2 separate regions of the Capra hircus genome follow, and region 1 is linked to region 2. Evidence: chromatin contacts called from public Hi-C data. All regions are on one chromosome and are shown on one strand. The core of a region is the stretch at or near the end of the contact, and the rest is flanking DNA. Distances in the headings are between cores, read along the strand shown.

What was found. Hi-C and Micro-C count contacts between places; a contact is called where the count stands out from the background.
Region 1: a Hi-C map of liver shows a contact between it and region 2, with 2.2 times the contacts expected there. The contact joins two enhancer-like sites. A contact is called at or near these places in 2 of 5 Hi-C or Micro-C datasets (blood and liver).

The regions. Positions count from the first base shown.
Region 1 is chr13:75,407,234-75,410,749 of ARS1.2, forward strand. It overlaps ZMYND8 (protein kinase C-binding protein 1), which reads right to left. Exons shown (of 22, transcript XM_018057984.1): 3 at 3,350-3,420. Among named protein-coding and RNA genes, the nearest start is that of ZMYND8, 12 kb to the right of the region's middle. Within about 2 kb of position 1,623, at least 1 of the 5 cell types and tissues checked has an H3K27ac peak or open chromatin away from gene starts, as enhancers often do.
Region 2 is chr13:75,355,051-75,358,302 of ARS1.2, forward strand. The region is part of intron 11 of ZMYND8 (protein kinase C-binding protein 1); the gene reads right to left. Among named protein-coding and RNA genes, the nearest start is that of ZMYND8, 64 kb to the right of the region's middle. Within about 2 kb of position 1,966, at least 1 of the 5 cell types and tissues checked has an H3K27ac peak or open chromatin away from gene starts, as enhancers often do.

The DNA.
Region 1 (3,516 bases), core at 373-2,872, 52 kb after region 2:
ATAAATAACAGGGGGCCTTAGGGAAATGGCTAATTCTAGGCAGAAAATACATACAAGATGAGCCTATGTGGGGGTGGTGGTTTAGTCGCTAAGTCGTGTGCGACTCTTTGAGACCCCACACCAGGCTCCTCTGTCCATGGGATTTCCCAGTCAAGAATACCGGGGTGGGTGGCCAATTCCTTCTCCAAGGGATCTTCCTGACCCAGGGATGGAACCTGCGGCTCCAGTAGTGCAGGCAGCGTACTACTGTACGCTGAGCAACCAGGGAAGACCCAAACGAGCCTAAAGCATCCTCAGAAATGCCGAGAGCACTTCTGCAGTGGCAGAAAGGAAAACAGTATTCAATCAATCAACCGATCAATCGACAATGATGTCAAAGGGACACAGGAGCCAACTGAAAATGCTCCCAGTGGCCAAAGCTGGAACAATTTGAGCAACAAAATAAGTAAGTAGTACCGAACTATAACCCAGAGTATAAAACAGTTTAGTCCCTGCTGATATAGATAAATGGCTGCACAAACACATGAGGAAAACAAGACAAATCTCCCATACAGAAAAACACAAAATACTTTATGTAGATATTCTGGCCTTCAGGAGATGGGACGTGGCTCCCCACTCTGTAAACGTGGGCTGAGCACTGTGACTTCCTTCCAAAAAGGAAGAGGAAAAACCTGACAAACATCCCCTTCGCCAAGTGATCAAGGTCAACAGCACCAGAGGTGAACTATATTCACAATACATACCCTTGATATGACGTGATGAAAACGGCACTTTTAAAGCCTTCCTCTCAGAAACCCGTAATTCCAGTCTACTCCAGTCCAACTATGAGAAAATTATTACCCCCAAATGAGGCTCATCCTACAAAATACCGCCAAACTAGCAAAGCCATTGAAAACAAGGAAGATCTAACAAACGGTCACAGCCAAGAGGATTCTAAAGGAGACACGTTACTTAAATGCCATGCGGGATCCTGGGTGGGGTCTTGGAACAGACAAGGGATCTTAGTGGAAAAAAACTAAGGAAGTCTGAATGAAGCACACCAATTCATTAATTGTGACATATGAGCCAGACCAATATATGGTGTTAAAAAGAGAGGGGAAATGGTGTGCGTAACTATGTGTGCGGGGGGGCGGGGGCAGGAGGTAGTATGGGAACACTCTGCTTATCCAGAAACCTAAAAACTGCTCTAAAATTAGGTTTATTTTGAAAACCTATCAGAAAACGATGGAATGGCTCCGTGGGCTGGGTGGCCACCAAAGGCCTCCCTGAGGAGATGACGTCTGAGACGGCTCTGAGATGAGAAAACTAGTCAGCGGGACCTAGGGTGGCGTGCTCCCAGCAAAGGGCCCCCAGGGAGGAGGAGCAGGGAGCTCAAGTGAGGTCAGGTGCACAGAGCGTCACAGTAAACAAAAGAGAAGGAAGCTGAAGGGCTCAGGCCAGGCAGGTCGGTCACAGTGACTGCAAACTGGAGTCTGAGGGCACTGAAAGGGCAGCGGAGGGACTCAGCAAGAGCAGACAGATCCCATGAATGTGTTTTTCCAAAATCACCCTGGCTGCTGTTGGGAGAGGATGGGGCGGGGCAGATAAGAAAGAGGGACGGTGATGATCCCAGAGCAGTCACACCTCGGGCAGCCCAGACATAGGGTGAAGGGCCAGGAACGCCCAGGGGGTCGGCAAGAAGATGAGAAGCGGGGTCTCCACACACAGACGGACGGGCCTGAGCAGGCTGATAGTCCCCAGTTTGGACCCTTTTGGAGAACGACTGGGTTCCGGGCCCTTTCAGGCCCTGAGAGTTCAGGAAAGAAGCAGCTCCTTGGAATCAGAGCCTTGATTCGGTCCAATCCCATCCTACACTTCTGACCAGGGAGACATTAGCACTCGGAGCCTCAGTTTCCTCATCTGAAAATGGGAACACGACCTGCCACATCCTCCCAGGTTAAGAAAAGGCTCCTGGACCCTCCAAGCACAGCCTACATAAATGCCGCCAGGACGAGTTACCTTTACAAGAGAAGCCCAAGGTGGAAGGACTCTTGGAATCTAACCCAACAGCCCATTTTACAGATAAGAAAACTGGGCAGCGGAGCCAGAAAAGTGTCCGAGTGATGCGCAGATCAAGCACAAAGAGCCCGCCTCCAGCTCCCATTCTCTCGAGTTTCTTCTCCACAGGCAATTCTGACCACAAAGGGGAGCTGGGACCTGCTTCCCATCGGCAGCTGTCTCCGGACACCTTTTGTTCAGATTCCTCTGCGGCTCTGCTGCTGGTCTAGCCTGAGCTGGGTGGGGGCTGTGGGGAAGGGCAGCAGGCCTCAGACTGGGCCTTGTCTCCCTCCCAACGTCCTCTTCCTGCTCCCCAGGCACTGACCACCCACCCGGGCAGCCCAGCCTGCCCACCTCTTTGAACCAGGCCCAGACCCTGTCAGGCTGGCCAGACCCAACAACAGCCACCACTAGCTGACCCTCATCATCGCCCAGAATGACAGGCTGTCTTATAAAAATCCTCAAAAAGCTCTGTTGTCTCAAACACCTTTATGGAACCACGTTTTGTGAAGCTCTTAAGCTGGAAAGGACTCTTTCTGGCAGAGTCTGTACTCATCCTCTGTCTAGCCCTTCCAGCCTCTCCCAGCACAGGTACCCAGAGACTTGTCGAAGGCATAACAACACCATGGTACAACCACTTAGTTTGGAGAGGAGCATTTTCATCAACCTTCTAAAAGCACCCCTAAGGCAACGTGGGTAAGTCTCATACAGACCAAACAAAAAGTTATCAATATCACAATTAGAAGATCTTTGAGGCACCCTAACACAGGATTCTGAACAGAAGCACACACCCATGTTTACTCTGACTTGCAAAATTCTAACACTGGCCCCAGAATTCCAGGAGGTCCTACATTTTCCTTTACTCACTAACCAAGACCACCGTTTTCCAGGAAGTGGATCACCTTCATTCCACCTTCATGATTCCAAAAAGACCTTTTATTAAAATTGGAAACCAAGAAGCGGCTGGAGATGCCAGTTGCTTCTAGAACATGCTTTATTTAATTGATTCCCAAAAGTCACCCTGCAAAGAGCTAGCCAGCCATCCTCAGTCATGACACACACCACATAAAACTGACTGTTGGGACAATTCCCAACAGGTCAGAACACCTAGCCAGACATGCAAGGGAAAGAAAATCAGGAGGAGATTTCTCTATAAATGAGGGTCATCCATCAAAGGCGCCAACCTCTCAAAATGGGAGGAGTGTTGCAACCTCGGCTCGTAAGCCACACTTGACTGCTCTACAACAACAAGAAAAAGGAATTCCAATTTCCTCCTCTGCTCTGGAATAGATAATACAAGGTTTTTACTTACCTTTGGAGCGGGTGGAAATATCCATGCCCTCTACCACCTCCTGTTCTGTTTTTATTTCCTCTTCAGCCAAGCTGAAACAGAGCAAATTATGTTCACGTTTTAGGTAGACTGAGATCTTGCCCCATGGGGGCATTTATTCAGAAGTTCTAACAACAAAGCCACCTTTT
Region 2 (3,252 bases), core at 716-3,215:
TTCAAAAGATTCCTATTAAAGAAAAACCAGACAGCTTGTGTTAAGGAATTCAGCATTTTTCTCAGTCTAGGGAGATGCAACAGTCTGGGTTCACTGAAATCTTTCCTCTGACATGCACCTTAGCTATCTGGGGCTTTCTCAGCCTGAGTCCCCTCAGGGTGCACCGCTGGGGGGTGGCTGCAGCAGCTGAGCACTTGGCAGCTAGGTACCCACTTGTCTCCATCCTAAGCTCCCTCAGGGTTCATCATCTGGGTGTCTGTACTGGCTTGATGGCAGTACCGTCCTTTGTCTACTGATAGAGCAGGCAACATTTTTCAATAGCTAGCTGTAGGTATATGCCAGCTCTCTAAAGCTTATTCAGGCTGTTTAACTGAAACTTTCTATCTGTTAATCAGTAGCCACCCTTTTTCCCCAGTCCCCAGCCCCTGGCAACCACCACTCTACTCGGTGATTTTATGAACCTATCTCAGATACCTCCTACAATTGGAATCATGCAGTATTGGTGGAAAGGGCTTATTCCACTTTGCCCAAAGTCCTTCTGGTACAGCCGCGATGCTTCATCTTTCTTAAGACAGAACAGTATCCACTGTGTGCAGAGACCACATTTACTCCATCCATTCATCTCTCGATGGCCACCTAGGTTGTTTCCAGAATGGTGTTTTTTCTTTTTTTCCTTAACGCAAACCAAATTATCCTGGTGGAATTACCAAGATTCTTAAACACATATTCCATTTTTTAAAAATTACTTGGTTTGAATGGTTAATTAACAATCCTCTTAACAGCCATGTTCTGTCACAAGGACGGAATGCGAACAAGACACTCAGCTACATTAAAAGGCTCAATAGCTTAGTCAGTTTAATCCATTAAAAAAATAATAAATTCCCTCTGCCTCTGGGTTGGTAGAGTAAGAAAACAGTCTGGATCCTAGACCACACCTCCGAGAAGATAATTATTGCCCAAATCTCACTCTCATGCACTCAGACATAAAGAGGTTTCTTTTCTCTTTTAAAAATGCGATTCTCCACGGGACTAGAAGGAACGGACTAGAAAACCACAACCCTAAAAAGCGTTCTGAATGTGAGATAATTCACATGGATAAAAATGGGAAAACAGCCTATTAGCTTTGAGGTATGAGCTCTTCAACTCTTGATTCAGGCTAGTTCTATCTTCCTACCATCAGCCCTCACATCCTAGTGTGCTCTGCAGAAATCCACTAGAACGTGAGCTGCTTTTCTGGAATCAGCCACCCAAGTGAAGGCAGGCAGGAGATGGAAACAAAACCACCATGCTCTGGGGAAGGCAAGAGTAGATATAAGAGCATTCGGGGTGTGCCTTTGCGATACCTCATGCCCCTAGCCTCAACCCAGTGTGTAGATGGGAATCTGGTAGGAATCAGCATTTCCAAGGAGACCTCAGGGATTTCATAGACCATAAACTCAAGTCAGGTACAAAGCCATGGGGAGCAACACTTAGTGGGGACAGTGGGTGGGAAACTCACACCCGGTCTAATGCAAGGACCCCCTACTCAGGTGCTATCAGAGTGCCTTGGGAATGTGGACCCAACACCAAGTCTTCCAAAATTTTAAAGTAGAAAATATAAACTTTCTATCTTCTCTTTTCCCCAAATGTTAAGAGCATCTCCTTCCTATTTTTTAAGAGGAAACCACCAGGGAGAAACAAAGCCTGGCCATGGGGCAGAGTCCAGGGTACAGGCTGGCTACCCACAGCTCACAGCTCTTGGTGATGCTAGGTCACGATGCATATGAACACGGAACCCCTCAAAATACCCACCCGCACCCTCAGAGTGCTAGAAACTACCCGCTTCTCATCCGCTCCCACTTACTGCTGTCATTCTGCAGAGGACCGAGGAGCCAAAGGTGCAGCCAGGCAGAACGAGGGCTGGGCAGGAGCCAAATGCCCCCAGGGCCAGCGTCTGCGGGGCCTCCAGAGCTTTCAGCCGAGTGGGCAGGAGTTGGGACCAAAATGGGGCTCTGAGGAGCAGCGGGGAGCTCCAGGCGGCCCCAACAGCTGAGGCCCCTTCACTGGGCCAGCCTCCACTCTGTTGGTGAGGTGGAAGATGAGCCCCTACCTGGAGGGATACTGGGGAGACGCATCTGACCGGTACCCTGCACCCCCAGGAGCTGACCAGCCACAGTCACTGGGGTTGTACCCTCTCCCATTTTTGTCTTGCATTGGTGCCCTAAGTTCCATGAAGTTATTTTACAAGTGATTTCAGAAAAGGGTTTCTTTTTCTTAAAGAAGACCCAGAAAATACTGAAAGGGATATCCTATTTACTTAGTGACAGGAAGCCTCCAGGAGGCTATGTCTTGAGAGGCAACACAGTCACACAGCTGAGCTACTTTCTAATTCTGGGCCTTGGTTTTCCTATCAAGGAAATGGGGATAAAAGCAGCTTCTATTAAAAAAGGCACTTAAAACAATGTCAGCTGCCATAGTAGCATGCACTCGGCCTGGCACACAGCACACACTGAAAATATGTTTCTTTGAATGAATCAATGAATAAGGGAATTTCAGAAAGTTTCCCAACAAAAAATGGTCAAGATCAAAATATAATACTTGCCATCAATCCCAGAACCATCTCCACTAATTTCCATCTTGTTTCCTATCAATGCACTGCTTGGATTCCTGGTAAGTGACTTTGCAGATTACTTTGAAATTCGTTTGGTTTTTTTCTTCCCCCAAAGATGACAAGCAAAATTTTACAAGGAGCAATTATTTCAGATTCTGCTGTTGTTTCAAATGATAAACTGTATTTTCTGTATGTTCTATGGGTGGGTATAATTTTCAAAATATGTCTTTTAAATATACACACACACAAACACTTTCCAGCCTGTCTGCTAGGGCTCTGGGGGGAGTTGGGGGGGGTTGCCTCATTTAATCACAACATAACTTGCTGAAAGAGAGCCGGAGATATTAACCGCTGCTCATCTCTGTCTACCTGTTGTTCTGAAGCAGGTGGGGGGGCTGCGCTCTGCAGAGAGCCGCTATTAGCTAGAGTAATTCACATCTAGCTAGAATAATTCGATTCGCTAGGAGGGGGAGGGCAGGAAGGCTAGGAGAGAGGGCTCCTACCTGTCAAAACAGCAACCCCTTCTAATTTCCCATTTTAGCTCCACAGAAAAAGGAACAGGAGGGGACTACCCCACACAACGATGGGAGATTCATTTACCAGCAATCTGGGGAAATGTTTTTGATCCCTGAAAGCATTATTTTGAAAAGCAATTTGTGCGG